Linked DNA regions of Mus musculus: regions 1 and 3 are each linked to region 2. Evidence: chromatin contacts called from public promoter capture Hi-C data. All regions are on one chromosome and are shown on one strand. Each heading gives the region's core, a stretch centred on a gene start, on an enhancer-like site or on the middle of the called end of the contact. The rest is flanking DNA. Distances are from core to core; before and after follow the strand shown. Region 1 holds the start of Mkln1 (muskelin 1, intracellular mediator containing kelch motifs). Region 2 holds the start of Tnpo3 (transportin 3). Region 3 holds the start of 4930412F09Rik (a long non-coding RNA gene).

Region 1 (3,180 bases), core at 374-2,873, 1.8 Mb after region 2:
GGATGGGAGAAATACTGTAATTGAATTACAATCTCAATAAGAAGAATTGGTTTATATCTGTTTTTCACATTATATAGTTGATCAGGAACTATACAATTCTCTGCCTGGAAGAAAAACAACAACAACAATAACAACAACAACAACAATGACTTACTAAGATCCAAAAAGAAGAGGAATTAGCAAATTGTGGGTCCTCTAACTGGAGTGAATCCCCATCTTATCTTCTCCCTTTTAGAAGACAATCTTTCCCTCCAAGATAATTTCTCTGTAACTAACTTCCTCCATGGTAGGCAGTTATCTAACTGAAGTCAGTGGGGTTAGAGCATTACCTCAGGGGTCATTACCTCAGGGGTCATTACCTCAGGGGTCAATACCTCAGGGGTCATTACCTCAGGGCTCATACTCATTCCCAACAAAGTCTTAAACACTGAGTATACTTGTGGTCTAGCTGACATTGCTAGTGGTATCATAGTAGAGGCTACTGCTAAAATTTCACCAATGGAAACGAAGCCAATAAAGAATTGGAGAGATTTGATGGGCCGGTTAACGATCATAATCAAAAAGAGTAAAACTATTGGATCATTTATTGAGATACTCTTTGCTTGAGTTTTTAATATCCTCTGGTTGACACAATGATGCAATCCAAACTTCCAGGAGTCCAACCTCTTAGGCAGGGAGTGACACGATTTTGGGTGATGCCGCTAGGTAAGCAAGGGCATATTTATAACCCTGACAAACAGGTACTAGACAGGAGCATTATCTAACTTTGCCACCTATTTAGGCCAGATGTTCCTTTTGTGATAAAAAGCTGGAATGATGCCTGCTGTCAGGCTTCATGAACAGTATGTATGTTGGAGGTGGGTGGGGTGTACTCATTATTCCTTCTGAAGAAGACGCGATCTTTTCTCAAACATCTCTCTCTTTCCAAACATTTGGGCTAAATTTATGTTAAAATTCAAAGCAAGCAGATTTAATGCCGGAGACAAATGATGGCACACAACTTTCCAACTCTGAGCATCTTCCTGGTATGTGGGCGAATGTCATTTCTGGGTACAACGATGCCATCAGAATATTAGTAAGAGAGGCCGACAAGAAATGTTTACAGACTGATAGCAGAACACACTAGCTGTTCCTTTATCTTGCCTCCACCTGACCCTTGAACACGGTGACAAGGACATTTTTACCCCAGGTCAACTGCAGAGACAAAGGCCATACGTTATTATTGCACTTCAATTCTCCTCACCTCTGTTTCCGGAGAGGATTTATAAACAGGCTAGAGCAGTGGTTTCCAAAGTAGGAAAGATGGAAAGATATTCCCTTCCCAAGCTCATCGAATTTTCCCTTCCTATTCTAGGAGACGTTTCTTTCTTTTTTTTTTTTTTTTCAAAATGTCCTTGGCTTTGTCTTTACCTGAGCTTGTATGAAAAGTCCTCTGTGCCACTCCTCTGCCAGCCTCACAGGAAAGGAAAGCCTCCCTGGGAGGGTCAGCTAGGAAAGGACAGCGTGGGAAACCCGAGGAAGCGGCCTCCAAGCAGCCAGTGCCGGCCCTGCGCGGTCGGGTTCCCGGCGCGGCCCCTTTAAGAGCAGGCCCCGTCCCCGCCCTCCTCCTGGCGGGGCTGGCGCTCGGTGGTGGCCGCTACGGTGCTGACAAGATGGCGGCTGGCGGGGCTGTTGCTGTGGCGCCGGAGTGCCGGCTTCTGCCCTACGCGCTGCATAAGTGGAGCTCCTTCTCCTCCACCTACCTTCCCGAGTAAGTGCGGGGCCCCGCGCTCGAGCTGTCGGAGCCGCTCGGTGAGAGCGCGGCCCGCCAGAGCGTGCGGTGTGGGGAGCGGAGCCGAGAGAGGCCCAGGCGGGGCCTGTGACGGGGAACGCGCGGCCTCCGGAGCTTCTCAGTGCGGCGGCCGAGTGCTCCGGCCTGGCGGGCCGAGGCCGGGCTGAGGGCCCGGGAGCGAGCTCCGGGTGGCGGCGGCGAGGCGGGCTTGCGCAGCGGGAGGTGAGGCGGAGCGGAGCGGGGCTCCGGGCCCGGGCCGCGGGCGAGCCTCCCCCGCCGTCGGAGGTGGTCAGGGCGACGACGGGGGCCCGGTCCTTCCCGGACGGCTCGGACAGCGCCGGAGTTCCTGAGCCCGCAGTAAAAGTGCTTAGCTCTGCACGAGTGGCGAGAGAAGTTGGGGAGTCCATCCGCACCCTGGCGAGAACTTGGAGGACTGGCAGAGGGGTGTCTTGGCTTTTTTTGGACGGGGGGGGGGGCTGGAAGTTCTGAAAAAGATAGGGAAGGAGGGCAGGTCTGGGGGCGTGCGGCTTGCCCGAGGGCACCACCAAGTCAGCAGAAATGGCCTTAGGAACACAACGAGGAACGGGTGCAGTTTTCCGTTGCTATTCGAATAAAATTGCTACATCTCCGGAGTGTCCTGAACAGGGAGTGTGTTCCATTCGTATTTTTAAAATTCCTCCCGTTTGTTCAGATTGGATTTCTCGAGTCCAGTCGGTCAGGACTCTGGAAGTTGAAGCTGCGGGTGAAGAGTCAGCCTCCGCGGACTGCCCACCTGCCCTCCTCCTAGTCACCAGGTCAAGGGTTGGCACTGAAGCCTTGTAGCTCCCGCCCAATGAAGGCTGACCTGTGGTCTGATCTGGCCGGTTGTGGCCTGTTGATAGCTGGTACATGGCCACATCTCTGATTGATATTGGAACCCAGCTTTTAATTTGAGGGTGAGCTGGATAAGCACCGACCTTCATTTGAAGTGGACTTGTGGCTGTTCATTCTGTAAACCTCTGTTTTTTTGTTTTTTGTTTTTGTTTTTTTTTGGTAGTTTTTTCTTTTGGAGGTGTGTGTGTGGTTGTTTGTTTTGGAGGCCTTTTTAAGGTTGTTTGTTTTGACTGACTCCTTTGAATCTGAAGATAACATTTTTTTTTGTGTCTAGGTTAGAGAGTTGGTGGTGTGTCACTAACTACCTCGAATGACTTTTTCCACCCCCAGGTCTTTGGTTAGATAACTTACACTTTAGGTTGTCTGCCATCGCTTTACCTTCTGGTGTAGGCATGAGACTGGGATAGCCCAAATCCCAGTTGCATTACCTGTTGTATGGGCATGTTAAGGAGAGAGGCATTTCTAAAAGGAGTCTTGATCTGGTGGGATAGTGGTTTTAGTCAGCCTCCAGTTTGGAGTGGGGACAGCACCTGCTG
Region 2 (3,392 bases), core at 537-3,036:
CAGGAGGCCTACACGGGGAGCCTACACTGAACCTTTTTTTTCCTCCTCCATTTAGCCCTAATTGTCCTGGAACTCTGTAGACCAGGCTGTTCTGGAACTCAGAGATTAGCCTGCCTCTGCTGAGATTTAATCTCAGCTGAGATTAAAGTCGAGTGCTTCCACACCCAGCAAAATTTTATTTGTCTTCCCACAATATAAACAAGAACTTGAGTGTCACATTTACATGCAACCATCAGAGTTAAAGTGGCAAATATTTTTTTTTAATTATGTACTTGCAACCTAGGGGCTTATTTAAGAAGATACAGCACCATTAAACATCAGTTATGAGTTAAACAGAAAAGGGAGAGCAAGCATTTCATGTTTGTGAGTATAAAATGAAATAATGAATAAAGGGTGAAGAGAGAGAGAGAGAGCTAGAGATGTAGGCAGGACTGGATCCCCAGCACCAAACACAAGGAAAAGAAAAAGAAAGTAGGTACTTAGTCTGTTAAGAGGCTCCTTAGTTTTCAAAGAATTTCACAGTTCATAGACTAAAACCTAAACACTGTCAGCAAAATCACAAGCTATTAAAATTCATAAAAAATAAAAACATAGCAAAGGTGAGTGTGAAAAATCATGGAAGAAAATACAAAGTGTGAGTCAAAAAATGAAAAAACATGAGCCCAAAAATTTAACATGTGGAAATACGATAGATACAACACACACTCCACCACATGCTCACAAAAATATGGACTAATTAATATAGCTATGATAGCCATCTTACAAATAAAAACGTACAGGCAGAAGAAATACAGTAGGAATCTGATATAAAACAAAAGAACTACAAAGATTTCCTGAAACCATAACTAATTTTTCTTTATATTACGTTGCACTCCAATGAGAGGAGAAAATTTGTACGAACACGAATCTAGAAGCCTGAGAAATTTCGAGAATAACACGAATGAAAATCGGCAAGGGACACTGAGGGGTGAGTAAGGCTGCCAAAGGGAAGGTATTGCCAGATGCAACTCTTGAATACGGAAGGTGTACCAAAAGCACTTAAAGGAGAGCCAGACCACAAGCGAGACGTACAGAACTACAAAACGGATTCCACAGACGAGGGAAAGGGCCCGTTCGTGACCAATCAGTTGCCACTGGTTTCCGAAAGGCAGCACATCTGTGGCTGCTCAGCCCCACCCCGCGGCACCAGCTCCTTCGGAAAGAGGATCTCCCACTGCCAAGCGCTCCACTCAAGCGGAGAACCATCCCATCCCACTCGGCCCTGGTCCCGCGCGGCTCAGAACGGACTCTCCCCGAACCTCACCGAACGCTGCAGCTCCCCAAGCCAAAACGAGGCGCGCTCCTTTCCGCTGGGATCCGGGTCGTGGTAAAGCGCTTGCACCGCCTGGTACACGAGCTGCAAGGTTGGCTTGGCTCCCTCCATGCTGGCGGGAGCGGCGGCGATGACAGCAAAGAGCCCGATACTCCTCCCTAGGCTTCCGCTTGCTCTGCCTTCAAGCGTCCTCACTGTCTCGGCCACAGCCGCTCCCTGACTGGCGCCATCTCCTCCTTTCTGGCCGTTACCAGGGAAGGGGGGTTCCTCGTGGAAGTTGCCCCCTCGGAAACAGCGGAGAGGTCGCTTTCAGGTTCCTGCCTCCTTTTTGTCTTGTCTTCCCGCCAGAATCGCAGACTCTCGAGTCCGGACACGGGTTCTGGCTTCTGCACCTCCCGCCTTGCTCGCAGAGGCCTACCTCCGCATGACACGAACCACGCAGCGAGCCGAAGCAGGGCTTCCCCGGGCCGGAAGTGGCCGTCCGTAGACTTTGGCACACTTCCGCCTGGTGCACCACAAACTGCCTCCTTCCCGGCACGCCTCCTCTTGTTTCCCCCGCCTCCTCCCGGAAGTGACCCTGCCGGACTAGGAGAACCAAGGGGAAGTAGGCACAAGGTAGTCAGTCTCCTAGGTGCGTAAGTCTTTATTTGAGCTTCAAGTCTGGCTACTCTTAACGTTCCTGACCAAATCTTATCTCGTCAGCAAGGAATCCAAAGTCTTTCCTCCCGGTTCCTACTTCTTCACCCGTCTCCAAGGAGTGTTTAAGAAACATCAGTTCAGCCGGGCGTGGTGGCGCACGCCTTTAATCCCAGCACTCGGGAGGCAGAGGCAGGCGGATTTTTGAGTTCGAGGCCAGCCTGGTCTACAGAGTTCCAGAACAGCCAGGGCTACACAGAGAAACCCTGTCTCAAAAAAAAAAAAAAAAAGAAAGAAAGAGAGAGAGAGAGAGAGAAAGAAAGAAAGGAAGAGAGCCTGTAATCTCAGCTCTTGGAAGTTAGCCACAACACCATCAGGAGGAATTCAAGACCAGCCTCTAATACGTGGAACTCTGTCTCTTTAAAAAAAAAAACCAAAAAAAAAAAAAAAAAAAACAGCCAAGCGGTGATGGCAGACAGGTTTAATCCCAGCACTCTGGAGTCAGAGGCAGGCCTAACTCTTGAGTTTGGACCAGCCTAGTCTACAGAGCAAGTTCCTGGACAGCCAGGAATACACAAAGAGACCTTGTCTCAGAAAATAATTAACAAATAAATAAATAAATGACAAACAAAATCAACTGTCTAGCAATCCTCAGTTAACATGCCAGTTTCCCAATATTGCTGCTTCACTAAAAATAACTGTTAGTATCTAATGAAGGCTGACCATGTGTAATGTAATGTAATGTAGTGAAAGATTAACAACCTTCCAAAATAAGTCCTTTTTTAATGAAATAGTTTTGGTTTGCTTATTTGTTTGTTTGTTTGTTTGTTTGTTTCGAGACAGGGTTTCTCTGTGTAGAGGGCCCTGGCTGTTCTGGAACTCACTCTGTAGACCAGGCTGGCCTCGAACTCAGAAATCCGACTGCCTCTGCCTCCCGAGTGCTGGGATTAAAGGCGTGCGCCACCACGCCCAGCTCTAATGAAATAGTTTTAAAGACTTATTTTTATGTGTATGAGTGTTTTGCCTACATATTTATGCATGTGCAACTTGGTCCTGGAGGAGTTACCGTGTGAGCTGCTATATAGATCCTGAGAATTGAGTGTGGGTTCTCTACAAGATCAGTGAGTGTGTCAACTCTCCAGCTCCTAAACCTCATTTTAAAAGATGAGAATTTAAAGCTGTTCATGCTGGACCATATTTATAATCCCAGCACTTGGGAGGCAGAGACAGGAGGGTTGCTGCATATTTGAGGCCAGCCTGGGGTTCTTTGTGTGGTTCTGGTTGTCCAGAAACTCTGCCTTCTGGGTTCTGGGATTAAAGGCATGTACCTCCACTGCCCAACTAGTCACAAGAATTCTTTTTTTTTTTTTTTTTTTTGTGGTTTTTCGAGACAAGGTTTCTCTGTGTAGCCCTGGCTGTCCTGGGACACACTCTGTAGACCAAG
Region 3 (3,372 bases), core at 337-2,836, 1.3 Mb after region 2:
AGTTCACATTGTGCCTCAGTCCTACTGTGTCTCCCATACCTGATGGTGAGGCCCTACTGCTAAGGACAAAACTTATGTCATGGAACACAAAGGACGTCTTATGTGTTCTGACATCTTTACAACCACACTGCATGGGGAAACTTCTCCAGCACATTCTCTTCCAACTAACCTTATCCCAAGTCTCCCTGAGCTTCTATTTGTGCTTGCTAAATTATTCAGCAATATACACAAGGGAGAGAACAGAAAACAACAGGCCCGATAAGAGCTAGCACTTCACCTAAACCATTGTTGTCCCTTGAAGGTAGGATCATCTAGCCGTTTCATAGGGAAGACTGGCTTCAGCTCTGGTTTTAACTTCTTTTTCTGAGACATTGTGGGAAAGAAGTCATTCTTGTTGGGTTTGCACCGATGGAGAGTTTCCTGAGGATGGAAAAAAAAAAAAAAGCATGAAAGGGAAAGGAAACTGAGTCTCTAGAAGTTGAAAAATGGAGCTGAGTTCCTGGCCTAAATCACAATGGAATGTGAAAAGTTAAAATGGCAAACCCAACCTACCAGAGAAAAAGAAATCACAAAGACCACAAAGAGAGGAAGTGGGGAGAGACCCATTTTATCCTCAGGTACCTTTCCCCAAACTGGGTCAGTTTCCGGAGTAACTGACTGGACTCCTTAGCCATGGGCTCCTGAAAATTAATGGCAGAAGTTGTTCCTGGGTTTGGAAGAGTTTATGGCAGAAAAGCTGTGCCCTGCTCTGAGTTACTCCATATTGTGTAAAATGGTGACTTTTTAGCTGTTCTTTCCTTGGGTGACACCATTTAACAAAGGAGCTTTAAGCTGCATTTTAAGAGCAAGTGTGGAGAAGGAGGATTCTGTATTTTGTAGCCCATGTAGAAACCACCTTCTGTTGAGCACCAACCCTGAAGCAGACTGACAAATAACTTACTCCTAAAACTGAAGGGTACAACACTCCGATAAGGTCTCTCCAAACTTCTCAAACTCTGAAGCTTCTAGATCCTTTTCTAGCCATTCCGAAATCTTCACATTTGTGGGTGGGTAGATGGATGGATGGGTGGATGGAGTCACCACGTGACACACAATGTGCACAAAGTTGAGAGTTTTTATTAGTAGTTAAGATTGTAATAAAACAATCTGTGTTTGCCAGCAGCCAGCTATCAAGGGAATACAAGACTGCTTGGCAAATTGCAGCCAACCAAAGCAAGCAAAGTGGTTTGTGAGTTTATGGTTACTTAATGAATTCTGACATTAGGTAAAGACACAGGTGTGCCTGTCTGTCTCTGACACAGCACACTTACAACAGACCCAATCTGTGACTTGCTCGGAAGACCAAATATTTAGGGGTAAATCGGGAAGCCAACCCATGGAACTCTACCTTCCTTCCTTTCTTGGAGACAGCTGCCTTATCTGCTATGTTCTTTCTCTCTCTCTCTTTCTTTCTTTCTTTCTTTCTTTCTTTCTTTCTTTCTTTCTTTCTTTCTTTTTTTTTTCTGCTATGGAAAGGCCATAGAATGAACGGTTTTATGATGTCATAATTTTACCATTCCTAAAGGTCACATAATCAAAAGCTTTCAGACTCTTAAAAGTCATCCAGTCTGACTGGCCCCCTGGCTCTCACATCCCATCCAGAATTTTCCTGTCAAGTGATCCAGTTGTCTTATACCTAAAAACAAAGCAACACCAACCTAAAAGACAGGTAAGCTGGCTCAGCAGGTAAAGGTGATTGCTGTCCAAGGCTGGAAACGTGAGTTCCAAACCTAAAACTAATTCCACAAAACTGTCTTCTGACTTGCACACATTCTAATACCTCCGTGCCTGCTCTGCCTTCTCCATGGAACACACACACTAATCATAATGGCAACGATGCTAAGAACAAGCTTCATCTTTAATCAGCTAACACATGTCTCCTTGTAGCTTTTTTTCCAAAATAGTTCCAGCAGAATGAAGCCAGTGCCTCTTACACAGCACACTCAATTAAAAAAAAAAAAAAAACCCACCAGGTTCCACCTAGGTTCTGTTTTCCCTGAGATACACAGTGTCAATATTTTAAACTATTTGTCACCTGACTCAGTTTGAATTGCCTTCTTCTTGTGATTTATCTTACTAGAGAAAGTTACAAGTAATGTTTTCCTAACGGGAGGCTATGTAAAATGAGACCCAGGATGCTGGGAGCAGCAATCACATGATACGTCCCCTGACTCCTTTGAAATGTCTATTGAATAGCCATAACCTCTGCTGAGCACCTCCCTAAATTACACTATCTAAACCTCCCACTCACATTCTATTTCCCCTTTCTGATTTTTTTTTCCAAAGCACCTGTCACATTATAAACGATCTGCATGGTTGCTTCTTTGCAGTCTGCATAGAGAGTTTAAATCATTAGACTTACACTTCAGTAAAGTAAAGACTTTAGAATATTCACTGATATATCCTCAGTCCTTCATAGGATCTGGCACATAGGAGAAGAGAAATGTTTGTTGAACTGATGACCAAGCTATCAATTGACATATTAAGCTTTTACTTTCCTGACTCGAAAATCTTTTTAAAAAATACTTGGTATCACCACTGGACGATTGCATTTCCGTTCTGAATTCCTTCTCTTTGAGCTGTTTTAGTCTGAAGATATAGAACCTTACGCCAATTATTTAATAGGTGACTTAATGAAATAGCACAACCAAAGCACTAGCATGTAGCTAATGACCCTGCCATTAAAAACAGCAGAAACCTTAGCAGAACTGGGTCTGGGGACAACAAACAAACAAACAAACAAACAAACAAACAAACAAAACAAAAGGGGTGTCGAGATGGCTCTGTAGTAAAGGTAGAAAAAGGGGCTTGTTGCCTGATGATCTGAGTTCTATCCCCAGGGCCTACATGATGGAAGGAGAGAGCTGACCCCAGCAGGTTGTCCCCCCAACCTCCACACGCCTCTCTCTCTCTCCCTCTCTCTCTCTCTCTCTCTCTCTTTCTCTCTCTCGTTGTAAAGTGACTTATATTATTTGACCTAACCTGTACAAAAGACATAAAATCCTGGTATTTTATTTGCCGGCTGTAAACCTAGATTGGGCAGAGTTTGAGTCATTCTAACTTACTTCTTAGCCATGTGTCCCTTGGGACTTGTTTGAGTCTCGCCTGGGCCATTTCCTCTCCGTCAGTCTGTCCTCAGGGTCCATTTCACTTTGGGCATGTGCTTCTGGCCCATCACATCTAACAAGGGATATGTGGCTGGGAAGTACAATACCAGGATTTTGTGTCTTTTATATGGGCTAGCTAAAATAATATATCATCTTACATCTCCTCACAGAAAATAAAGACTTTTTTTTCTCCTTTTGTTTTTTATTAACATTTAAAAGCAAATAA

What was found. Promoter capture Hi-C pulls out the DNA fragments that hold promoters and counts their contacts.
Region 1: a contact with region 2 is called in a promoter capture Hi-C map of liver, with 3 times the contacts expected there. The contact joins the promoter of Mkln1 here to the promoter of Tnpo3 in region 2. A contact is called at or near these places in 2 of 39 promoter capture datasets (liver and pre-B cells).
Region 3: a promoter capture Hi-C map of pre-B cells shows a contact between it and region 2, with 6 times the contacts expected there. The contact joins the promoter of 4930412F09Rik here to the promoter of Tnpo3 in region 2. A contact is called at or near these places in 4 of 39 promoter capture datasets (liver, neutrophils and pre-B cells) and 2 of 9 other capture datasets (adipose tissue and liver).

The regions. Positions count from the first base shown.
Region 1 is chr6:31,397,205-31,400,384 of GRCm38.p6, forward strand. Mkln1 (muskelin 1, intracellular mediator containing kelch motifs) reads left to right here and starts at 1,624. Exons shown (of 18, transcript NM_013791.2): 1 at 1,624-1,750. The coding sequence starts at 1,653. It overlaps Mkln1os (muskelin 1, intracellular mediator containing kelch motifs, opposite strand), which reads right to left and starts at 1,569. Exons shown (of 3, transcript NR_040300.1): 1 at 1,411-1,569.
Region 2 is chr6:29,608,063-29,611,454 of GRCm38.p6, forward strand. Tnpo3 (transportin 3) reads right to left here and starts at 1,787. Exons shown (of 23, transcript NM_177296.5): 1 at 1,304-1,787. The coding sequence starts at 1,423.
Region 3 is chr6:30,901,976-30,905,347 of GRCm38.p6, forward strand. It overlaps 4930412F09Rik (a long non-coding RNA gene), which reads left to right and starts at 1,587. Exons shown (of 4, transcript XR_868928.3): 1 at 1,587-1,708. Tsga13 (testis specific gene A13) reads right to left here. Exons shown (of 8, transcript NM_054073.2): 6 at 278-420.